Regions from separate parts of the Arachis hypogaea genome. Here region 2 is linked to region 1. A link is a contact called in public Hi-C data. All regions are on one chromosome and are shown on one strand. Each heading gives the region's core, a stretch centred on a gene start, on an enhancer-like site or on the middle of the called end of the contact. The rest is flanking DNA. Distances are from core to core; before and after follow the strand shown. Region 1 holds the start of LOC112772050 (probable beta-1,3-galactosyltransferase 2). Region 2 has its middle 8.6 kb from the start of LOC112771818.

Region 1 (6,589 bases), core at 4,085-6,584:
TGTATGCTCATTTCCACTTTGCTTAATTATTTTAATTTCCACATGTTTCAAAGTGGAAACTGATACTTGTAACTTCAAATTGCAACAACATTTATCTTTATTTCGTTTTTTACTTTCATACATGTTACAATTAATATTTATAGGACTTAATTTTAAGATCTTATCAACAAGTATCTTTAGGATATTAGTTAAGAATATTATAAAATGAAAAATCTTATAAAAATTTATTTGAAAAGTATTATATATTTTTATCAAGTAGTCTGAAGATATTTTTAGTTAAATTTTTTTATTTTATTAAATTTTTTTACCGTGTCTGTTGGGTAGGGTTCATGGGCCAATTATCTCCCAATTCCTAAACTAGTAGTAAGAAGTACTTTGAGCATTTTGACTTTTCTCAGCCGTTGACCTAAAAGAACAATAATTTTCTATCAAATCTCTGCCTAACCCCCCCAACAATCCATGTTCTTCCATTTGTGTAACTTTAATCATTAACATTGCAATAATCTATTAATATATATCTCTTAAGCATCTACCACATGGACCATGCTTAGTTGACTTGCAAAACATGCACTAACCTTACAAGGTACAACCACTTATGAAAGAAATGTTGGTTCTCATACAGATAAATGTGCTTTGGAATTCAAAGGCTTGGAGTTGCAATGGATCAGCTGTAACTCAGAAACACTACCATTTTTACTTCCTAAGTGAACCCTTAATAATTTTGTTTTGGTGATTAAAACCCTTGTTAATTTGTTTTCTGCCTCTTTTTAATTTTGTATTTTACTACTATTTTTAATTAAATTCAAAATCTTTACTTGTATAAATCATTAATTTAATTATGATAAATTTGTTCTCGATTTTTCAAGGAAAAAAAAATGTGTCCCTTGATCATATGATAAGTAATATTAATACCTCAACGAAAAATATATTTTGATGAGAAATAATTATTTTTATAGAAAATGATAACAATACAAAGTCATTGTTAATTCAATGAGATTTTGCACTTAAATTGCATTATATATATATTACATTTAAATAAAATAAAAATAATATCATAGATAAATAACTGAATAAGGGTGTAACTGATTAAAAAATATTAATATTACCTAAATTTTTCAGATGCACAATTATTTGTTAAAAGATAAAAATGAATTAGTAGCAGAGTGAATTATATACTAGGAGATGCTTGATTGATAGCCATTTAAGCAAAGACTATTAACACAGAGAGTGGCCCTTCAAGCATAAAAGAATGGGTTGGGTGGACTTATTATTATTACCCTATGCTTCCTCTATTTTCATGGGAGTAAGTCCTCTCTCTTATCTCTTTTTCTTCTCTTTCTCCTCCTCTCATGTAAAATGAAAATTTTCTCTATACTCATCAAAAATACATTAAGAAAAAAAAGGGGAAAAAAATGTTAAAAGCCTTGCTGCATTGCCTTAGTTATATATTATATATATATATATATATAATCTTGTTTTCCTGTGTTAGGAAGAAGGACTTGAATTAAGCTTGTATCCATTAGAAAGAGGCATTCCACAAAGCTTTTTCACCTTCTCCACATCTTCTATGAACCTCTTTGATCCTCTCAGCAGACCTGCAAATTCCACTGCATGTCCAATCAAATGAAGCTACACACACATTCCCTGCTTGAGCTTTCCATTCACAATCTGCAACAACAGTCACCAAACGTGAGAATCAATTTGGAACTATTAATTCAAGTATTTTACATGGTCATCTAATCACATGTTAGCTATTACTAAGTATGTACTTTTGATTATTTGACGATATGTGATTGGATGACAGTGTAATATAAATTGAATTTTATAACGATTCGATAACCAAAGGAAAAAAAATCACCTGGTGGAGTGCCACAGCAGAGTCTCCTATCATCAATATGATCCACATCAAGTCCAATAAACCATGAGCCTAGTGAGACATCTTCATTGGCATACTTGTGAAGAACATGCCTGAGACAAAACAAGTACAAATAAGTCATTATAAATGGGGATCATGATGTTACCAACATTTAATTTTGTCCATAAATTTGAAGAAGCAGCTAAGGAGTAAGGACTCACCGGTTCATTGAAATATATGTAGCAAGATCTTTTGAAATGGCATACAACTGTCCTGTGGCATGGCGGAAGTACTTGTTTCCAGACTCACCGAATTTCCAGTATTCTGGTTCATGGTACCTTACACCTCTGCAGGAATTTAGGCACATAAGAAGCTGTAGAAGTGAAGTAATCACAAACTCAAAATCCTATAGATGAAAATAATTCTCACTTTTGGGAAAGAACAGGCCCGGATTTCATGCATCCGATGTATACTCGTGGTTTCGACCGGTGTCTAACTAGAGTCTCTCCAAGTGTTGCTGAAAAGGGAGTGAATAATGAGTATGATGCTAAGAAAGTAAACATGAAACCTTGTTTGATATGAGTAGTAATTTGATGTAGAGATCAAATTTTGATACCTATATTTACATGAACATCATCATCAACTTTAATGTAGAAATCAGCATCCCATAAGTTAACAGCAGTTGCAAAGTAGGTCTTTGTCTTTGCTGATAATTCAAGGTACCCTTCAACATGATCCTGCAAAATCAAACCACAGTTTTTTACACAATCTGCTAGTTTTTCTTTTAGAAATTGTAACCATGATATGAGAAAAACATGACAAAGAGTAACATTATTTACCAGCCTCAAGAAATCTCCATGCTTCCTATCTTCTGCTTCTATAGCTCTGTCTAATATACCACCTGATGTAGCACTGGAGAAAGAGGGGAATAAAGGAAGAATTAGAAGAAAGCTTCAATTTACAATTCATTCAATATAATTATGAACACTGGAAATATTCAAGTGTATCCCAATGAAAAAATAGGATTGTTGGTTCTATAAACTTCTATATTAGTTCAAATTAGATGATCTAATGTAAGCATTTCTCTTCCTATGACCAATTATAAAATCATAGAAATTACAAAAGAAAAATGAGATAGTTTACCTATGACCAATTACAAATCTGATGATAATGCCTTTCTCTTCCTCTAGCTTCTTTCTTTTCTCACCTATTTCCATGTTACCACAAGAACAGATAATCAGAAACCACAACGAATATTGTGAAAATGGTGGCAGAATACTAGAATTGATGGATCAAATTATGAACCTTGAGGCATCCAGGTTTGGCGGACGGAGTCTCTTCTTTTCCTGCTGCTAAAAGCAGTGTTGATTCCTATGACCATGAGGTACCTTCTCCTAGGAGTTGATTCAACTGCCTTTATATCTTCTGATAGAGGAGCGCCATTGCGAATCGACTCCTGAGCTGCCTTTGCAGCAGCTAACTCCATCTCCAAGTTTGAAATAGTTTTGTCCAATGTTCTACATTCAACACAATCACATAAGCCTTGAAATGAAAATTTAGCAGCACACAACACAACACAACAGCATCATGGTATATAACTTACTGCATGGCATTTTGTGTTTTGAAAACTTCCTTATAGATGCTTCTCGTTTCGCGCTTCACTTCCTTTTCTTGCAACTAAAGGAATTTCAGATTATCAAACACTGAATTCAAAACATAACAAGTGACTATGAAGACTAATGTTATGTAACATAAGCTTACAATTCTTGAATTGCAACCCTCCGAAACAACATTCAATTTTTCAGCTTCCATAGCTGTTGTCCTTGCAAGTCCTTTAGGTTCGGGAATAGTCCACATCCTGTTGTTAACACATTTTTATCAGAAAGGAACCAAAAATAACCATCTCTAACAACTTCCTATGGCAAGTACCAAAGTAGGGTAACATAAACATGCTAACTCATAGTCAAATTAAGAATCCTGAAAACAATTGAATAATCAAAGTTGTTACATTTATTTAGTTGTAACACATTAATGAAGTCATCACCATGTGCTTAATATGATACTAACAATTAGTAACAATCAAGGACAAAAAGATGCAATTAAAGAATTAAAGCACCTCCGAGTAAGTTAGACTATATCTTTTATTTAATATTACTAAATATGACAGATCTCAAAATTGAAAAGGATACATCTTTAAACGTTTCAACAACTAGTAAATATGAATAAGGGATTCAGTTACAACTACCGCAGAATAGACTAGTCACTAGAGATTAGAGGTGCCAATCAATTATTAGGTGTCAGAAGTCTTCTTCCTCATTGATTAGTGAGTATGATATGTATATATGTGAAGTAACTAGTAGTTAGGATAAACTGTAAATTATTTTTTCAACCATAATAACAAACGTTGTCTGACTCAACCTGCTGGTAGATTTGTAAACATTGGTAGAAATAATTGAACAGGAAATTAATTAGCAGTACTGAGTGCTGACCAAAATTGACTTCTTTTTCTTCTAGTTATTATTATAGAGGAGGAATAGCATCTTAAACTGAAATATGGCATGGTTCAGATGAAGATAACTTTTGCCAATTGAATTCGGATCCATTCTACTTATCCTGTTGAGTTTTGGTGTTTAAGATAATTGAGTAAATTAGAGGACAGATAAAAAATTATATATTTTTTGAAATTATATGACAAAAAATTTCTTCAAATTGGAATTTCTTCACAAAATAAATGGTCATCCAAATTCAGAAATACACTGATTATAATTTTTTTTAAAATTAGAAAAATATTAAAATTAAACATGAGGTGTGATATGAAAAGGCCTCTTCTTCAGGATTAGAAAGCCATTAAAAATTTTCAACATGGACTGGTTTTCATAAACAGAATATTGTTTGGTATTATGTATCAGAAACCTGGAAAACAACATGAAATAAGACATGACAGAGAGAATGAAATTGATGTACCTGTTGGTGAATAGCATCCCAGCACAGAAGCTTCCAATACAAAGAAAAATCATCCATCTCTGAGACAAAAAGCTTCTATGAGGAAGAAGAACCTCTCCTCTGCTCTTCAAATTCATTGTCCTTTCAAAAACACAACTTGCCAAGTTGACACTCAGAATGAGAAAACCATGTTGACAATTCTAAAGGAGTAAGAACGGGAGCAGCGAATGGTGAAGGAAAGGAAGAAAATTTCAAAGTGGGCACCTTTGAAAAGAAGGAGAAGATGAATCAGAACAGAGGAAGTGCTCTGTTTTTATTTTTATTTTTTCTAAGTGTTTTGTTCCTTTCTTTATGCTCTGTTTCAGCTATTTTGTTATATGCTTTGCTTTGTGTTGGTTCTATTCTCTTTCTTTTTATGTGTTTGTGTGTGAGAGAGAGAGAGTGTGTGTGGCTTTGCAGGTAAGGGACGTTGAAGAGAAGTGAGAAGACTTTGTAACCGCTCAGTTTTATAGTCACCATATTACCAAACCATTCTTCTTGGGGCCACCTTCTGATCTCTTTATTTATTGCTACTCCGGTAACTGTTTCTTGCATTCACATTTATACCCTCCTAATCTATTTGGCATCTTTCATTCTCTACCCTCTACTCCAACATGAAGACTTTTTTAAACAAATATTTGGGGGGTTTATTTAACACTAATTCAAGTTTTGTTTGTTTTGTTTCAATAAATAATTTGTTTTTTATCTTTATTATTAAGTGAAATTCGCGTAAATCAGTCTTATTTACTTAAGTAGGTGAAAGTTTTTTATGGGTTATGTTACAACGGATTCTAAAATTGGCCCAATTTAAGTAAAATATACTACACTTTAAATTATTCACCTAAATTTTAATATTAGAATAACCATCCGCACACATAATGAATTAAACATTCGATACATCCATTATTCATATTGTTTAATATTTTTATTGTCTATTTATACTTTTTTTTATACTTGACGTAATTTAGGACCGAATGATAAAATAAAAATATATTTGTATATGAATACATTGGATAAATCACTATTTTAAATCATTTCGGATTTAATATTACTTGTTTATTTTGTTTTGACTTTTGCTTCGAAAATATCTTTATACATATTGATCTAATCTAAAATGATTTAGTACAGTAACATAGTAAATTGTTTTAAGTAAAAACGATTTTACTAAGATTTTGAATATATACGTAAAACGGTTTAAGTTAAATCGAATTAATAGACGAGAGAAAATATTATATAAATTAAGTTGGGTTACTTCGATCTACTATAAAAAAGATATGTATTTTATATGTATAATTTTTAATATATATTTTATATTTTGTATGAATAACTAATTTGATAGTTAATTTTTTATATATACTTGATATTGTCAATAATAAAAATATTCTTATTTAATTGGTGTCTTTTTGTCACTCTCTCTAAACTCAAATTGGAGACATGGGTCTTGTGAAACATTTCTGTTTTAATGGATTTTACTATTTGACTGAAAAATTATTAGCAACTAAAAATGAACTTACAAATTATAACTAATAATTATATAAATTTAATTTTAATAAACTGTGAATATAAAACAGTTTTATAAGTACATTTAATTATATTAATTATATGAATTTGAATAATAACTCGAAATATTTTGTCCTGTTGGTGCATCAATATAGAAATTTTTACATAGATAATAGTAAAATAATTTTCACCCTTTTTTTCACGCAATAATTAAACTCCGTTCTAGTTATCAAATTACCATATTCCATTTTA
Region 2 (5,972 bases), core at 1,430-3,929, 41 kb after region 1:
GCTTATTACTCACTTACTGACTTGAGCATCGGAGTTTCTTTTGCAGGTATCTAGCCTCTTGTTCTCTCCTTACTGACGTATAACTCATCCCGATAGAAAGTTTGCAAATACTCATCAACGAACGAGTTATACACCGCCCAACCTCTATAAGAACATTTGATATTCATGATCTAATGCTAATTGGATTAGTAACATTCGACATTTCATACAAATCATCCAAATTTTGCATTGTTATCTTCATGTGCGAACCAAAGCTTCAATCCTTGTTCTTATCGACACTAAAACCCATCTTCTTCCACACATTTAGAGTACACTATTTCCATAACTTCCGCACTAATTATAACTTGTTACAAATAGTGCAACCAATTTTTTTCAACTCGTCCTCTTCATGAAGTGACAAATCCAACAAATTTTAGTAGTGAGATAAAAATAATACATAAAAAATAATAAGAAAATCAAAATGAATATATTTAAATATTAAAAATTTAAAATATATTAATCAAGTTTTTACTAATTTAACTAAACATGAAAAAATATATTAATGTAAAATATTTTCTTTCTATTTCAATGTGTTGGTGATATTACATAGGGTTTAGTTAATATGTATCATGAGGGCACATGATAAATTTATCATTAGTAAAAAATTTTAAATATTTTTATTTAATAAATATAAAATAAATACATTAAAAACTTAAATCTTTTGTATTTTAAAAAAAAAACTTTTTTTTTAATTTATCATTTTAATGTGTGCTCTTAGATAACATGTGCACTTAAAATATATGCTAACTAAACCCTATTACATAATATATTTATTATTAATATTCGAGTCTTGTCACACACTTGGTATACATCGATCACATTTTTATTTGTTTTTTATAGAATACAAGAAGAATTATAACTTCGTATAATTAAAGAATCTATAAAAATATAATTCAGAATTGACTAACTTTGATTCTTCATTATAATTGAGTGAGAGACAAAAAGTTATAAAAAAGACAAAAGTTAAAATCAAACAACAATAATTCTCTTTATATTTATAGGTATAGATAATGTCTCTCTCTCTATTAAGTAATTATTCAACATTTTTTATCATTTAATTGTAAACTTGAAACACTATAATATTTATGATAGAAAATTTTTTAACAAAACAATTATTATACATAAGGCTAAAATAATTAAATAAAATATAAAAATAATATTTTTTTTAACAAAAATCAATTTTATTAGTGAGAGCATGTCTACACACTCTAATTCTCCACTAATGTGAATATTTGTATCTGTGATTCTTCTTTTTTTTCCTCTTCTTCCTCCTCGCATGTTTCCTCCTCATCGTCGTTCTTTTATTGATGCCGTTGTATGTTGCTGCATTTTTTTCTTGTTCTCTTCCTCTTCGTGGTGATTTTACAGCATTATGTATTTTTTTTCTTTTTTGTTTAATTTTTTCTTTTTTTTATTTTTATAAAAGGGTAAAACAAAAAAAATGATGAGAAGATGAAATAAAAAAGAGAAGATGAATAAAAAAAGGAAAAGATAATGATCACGAAGAAGAGAAATTTTCAGTTATGCATAATTTATCAAAAAATAATACTAAAATTTTTTAACCGTGACACAAATTTTTTAATTGTAACACAAAAAATTTTTTAATTTTGATATCAAATTCTTTTAACAATAACATAAGTTCTTATTAATTTTTTACATAAAAAATTAAAAATTATTAATAAATTATTTTTATTTAACTCAATTTTTTTATGTATAAAATTTTTTTATTTAATTTTATTTTTTTATCCTACTATTTTCATCATATTCACATACTAATATAGATAGCTTTTTCTTGGTCACTATTCTTTTGATCTTTTTAGCCATCATTTTAAGAATGAATTGGGTATTGCAATAAGTATACTAGTCATTTTAAGTAAATCAGAACATATTCTTTCGATTTATCATTCTCTATCTCTCTATTAGTAAATCAAAAACACTGAATATTTGTGCATAAATTGAATTAGTGAATCGATTTATATGCGTAAATTGAGTTTATTTGATTTAATTTATATAAATTTATTTAGGACAAATGTATGATCAATTTCTATTCAAGATATAGATATAATATTAGTTTCCAATCAATTTATTAACATAAATTACTCTTACTATAAACACTCATTTACAATTTTTTGTTGTTGTTTATGGTATCTTCCATTCTAATAGACTAAAAATTAATCTGTTGTTGATTTGAACTCCATTTAAGTGTTTGTTATTGGCTAATAAGTTATTGCATACACAAGACGATATTCGAATCCCAACACTTATTTAAGCAGATTAATAAACTGATCACTCAACCAATCTAAATTAATTAATCCTATCACAATTTACACGATAATTTTTTTTGTGTGTGACTATTTACACGATAAATTGATGCACAAGGTATCCACACCCCAATAATTAAACCAAAATAGCCGTGTCCTTTCTCTTGTTTTTGGTCATGTAATCCTCAGGTAATTATAAATTTCCAGCACGTGTTGGCCCCGCCTGTATAAGCTACGCCATTCTTTTTTTTTTTTTTTTTTTGGTCCATTTGGCTCTATAACTTTCCTACGTAATCCCTCACAGTTTCCACTTCAACCTAATCAATTTGGCACTCTGGCCCAAACCACCCCTGGCCTGTTAAACACCCATGGACCCACCTAAGCCTCACGGGATAGGCTCTACATTCCACACCGAAGCTGCCTAGATAGAGCTATTTAGCCGCGGTCTATAGGTTCATACATTAAGGTAGGGTTTGTTTGCAAAAACTGAAACTGAGACTGGAAGACAAGAACTCAGTATTATATTTGTTGAGTTAGAGATTGGTACTTAAATTTGTGTCTCTATCTAAAAAATTTTAATATTTTAGTACCTCCAAAAAGTAGGGACACTGGAGACTGAGATTTTTAAAGATAGAGATAGAAACTTTAATAATATTTTGTACCTAAAATATCCCTATCCTAATTAACTAATGTTAACTTTACCCTTTCTTCAAATCAGATTAGGACTTCAGTATGAGCAGCCCCCTCACTCAATCTTCTCATTTGTTCTTCGAAGTGCACCTTGTGCATCGCCAGTGTCAGGACAGCCACCTTGTCGCCGCCGTCATAACCATCGCAAGGTAAGTGAGTCGCCATCGAAGTTCATCTTCCTAGGCCGCAAGTTTTCATGTCTTCATTTTCTTCTTCACAGGACAACATTCGAGGAACCCAGTTGAAAAAGTCTCCCCTGTTGCTGTCGAGTTCAACAGCTTCCTTGTCATCGTCATAGCTTGTGTAACCTAGGTTAGTTGTGGCCAAATTTCTTTATTGATTTTGTTCATTTTTTTATGTCGCGACTTACGTTCTGTGGATTTGGTTCTTTGTTCTACTAGATGCATAGAAAGAATCTTTCTTTTTCTCTCTTCAATGCGATTTGGTTCTTTGTTCTAATGTATAGATGCGTAGATAGCTTTTGTGGATTTGGTTCTATGTTCTTATGTCTTGTTTCATTAATTTCGTTTGTGTTGTGCTTCTTATGAATTGGTTTTGGTCATGTTTAGTTTTTTTGGAATTCATGTTTATGCAGCTTTTGATTTTGAACTTTTGATGCTCTTTTTGCATAATTTACGTCTGTTTAATGTGAAATTATGTAAATTATTTTGTAAATGTATGATTGTTGTGGCTATAACCAACTCACTCACACTGATTTCTGAAATTGCTACGGATGAAAAATTTGTTAGCTTAGTTGTAGTTTAAAGAGTAGTGGCACTCTAGGACTAATTTATAGCTAATAAAATTTTATACAATTGCACCAAGCACTTTATTTGAAATTGGGTTGCACTTTGTTAGGAGAACGTATTAATCAGCATCAGTTTTGCAAATTTAACATATTTCAGGAGTTGACTAAATTGCTATTATCTTTACTAAACCCCTCTCTTATCAAATGAAGTAGAATTTTTATTTTAGCTGTAAAAGGTAAGATAGTCTTGAGTCTATTGAATCTTCAAAATTAATGATTATTAAGTTCATTTGAATTATTTAATCTGCACAAGTCTAATTAACTTTTCTCTTTTTAGTTGCGTGACTTGTTAAGATGTTGTTAGTTAGTATAACTCCAACTACTTTTTTCAGAATCTGCACAAGTCTAATAGCCTTTTCATGTTTTCTTGGTTAACTCCTTAGGATGAATAATCTCAACGACATTAATATAGTTTGTATGATAATCATGGATGATTCGAAGTAATAACTCTTAACACAACTCTTTTAATCTAAACCACAATAGCTTTTGGAAGACTTTGATTTGCTTAAAATACATGAAAAAGTCACTTTCAGTATATAAAATGAGAGAGGAAAATTGATATTTTCATTTAATGTGTGTTTCTATTGTATTTCCTGTTTTGATTTCCAATTGAAACTAAATTAAAATTGAGAAGTAAATAGTGTTAACTGTCTATTGGTTCCAGTTTCTTGATTTTGTTTTCGGTTCTAAGAAGATATAGCAGATTTTGCATCAAGAAGTATTAGATTTATTTGAATGTTTATGCGTTTTTTAATGTAATGACTTTGCTAGGAAGAAATGGAGTGGTAAAAAATTATTAAGCAACGCATGTGTTTTTATGAAGAGATGAGATCCAAGCATGAAGATTTGATGTTGTTCTTTGTGCTTACGCTATTTGTTTACTTTAGGGATAGAACTAGTGGCCAACTGTCGTTAGGCGGAAGAATGAATAGTAGAATTAGACGTGAGGCTTTAGAGCGTATTGTTGGTGAGGGTGATAGGAATTGTATTTGGGAGTTGAGAATAAACACAAATGCCTTTGCTAATTTGTGTGAGTTGCTCCAAGTTCACGGACGACTTAAAGAGGATGATCATGTAAGCCTGCCGGAGCAGGTTGCGACTTTCTTAATTATCTTAGCACATCACAAAAAAAAATCGTAGTCTACAGGTTAGATTTTGTAGGTCCAGAGAGATAGTGAGTAAGTATTTTAATAAAGTTTTGAATGCTGTAATACGTATTCAAAGCATTTTGTTTGCTAAGGCTACACCAGTTGAAGAGGATTGTCTTGACCCCACATGGATAAGGTTTAAGGTAGAGCTTACTCGATGTTGTGTATGATTCATATTTGCCTGAAGAATTCTATATCTAAGTATCATAACTTTCTATGGATGATAAGGTTGCTTGGGAGCATTAGATGGCACTTATATAGAGGTGACAGTCCCCGAGTATGAGAATGTAAGATACCAAACAAGAAAGGGTAAAATCTGCACCAACGTCTTAGGAGTGTGTAACCAGGAGATGAGTTTTGTTTATGTACTCAGTGGATAGGAGGGATCGGCATCTGATTCACGGGTACTTCAAGATGCAATAACTCGTCGTAATAGTCTTAAGATACCCCACGGTAATTATGCCATCTTTGGAGTTAAGTCTATACATATAGCTTGAGTTCACGATAGTTAAGCTTATATTGTTTGCATTACTTATTTGCAATCAGGTATTACTATTTAGTTGATGCTGGTTACACCAATGGTCCGGAGTTTCTAGCACTGTATAGAGACACTCGATATCATGTTAGAGAGTGGGCCCAAGGAGCAAATGCACCGTGCAATTACCAAGAATATTTTAATAGGGTTCATTCTTCCGCCAGGAATATCATTGAGCGATGCTTTGGTTTGCTGAAGAAGAGGTGGTCCATTTTAAGAATCCCTAACTTTTACCCTCTAAAGATACAATCTCAAATTATTATTGCTTGTTGTTTGCTGCAAAATTTCATTCGAAAGAGTATGAATATGGATCCGGAGGAGCAAGGTAGCATATTGGATGAATTTATGCCTGATGGAGATGAAGCACAGGATGGAATCATTGATGTGGTTGAAAACACGAACGAGTGGGCTCACTGGCGTGACAACGTAGCAACTGAGATGTATGAAGAGTGGCGAACAAGTCGTATGGAGTAGTGTTGTAAGAGCAGCGT

What was found. Hi-C and Micro-C count contacts between places; a contact is called where the count stands out from the background.
Region 2: a contact with region 1 is called in a Hi-C map of an unstated tissue, with 4 times the contacts expected there. The contact joins the enhancer-like site here to the promoter of LOC112772050 in region 1. A contact is called at or near these places in 3 of 8 Hi-C or Micro-C datasets (leaf and an unstated tissue).

Annotation. Positions count from the first base shown.
Region 1 is chr18:7,871,186-7,877,774 of arahy.Tifrunner.gnm2.J5K5, forward strand. LOC112772050 (probable beta-1,3-galactosyltransferase 2) reads right to left here and starts at 5,335. Exons shown (of 11, transcript XM_025816937.3): 1 at 4,820-5,335; 2 at 3,617-3,713; 3 at 3,459-3,532; 4 at 3,161-3,372; 5 at 2,999-3,062; 6 at 2,695-2,767; 7 at 2,472-2,592; 8 at 2,285-2,372; 9 at 2,077-2,202; 10 at 1,859-1,968; 11 at 1,084-1,668. The coding sequence starts at 4,935. The coding sequence ends at 1,520.
Region 2 is chr18:7,915,037-7,921,008 of arahy.Tifrunner.gnm2.J5K5, forward strand. No RefSeq gene overlaps it. Among protein-coding and RNA genes, the nearest start is that of LOC112771818, 8.6 kb to the right of the region's middle. Within about 2 kb of position 2,680, at least 3 of the 3 cell types and tissues checked have open chromatin away from gene starts, as enhancers often do.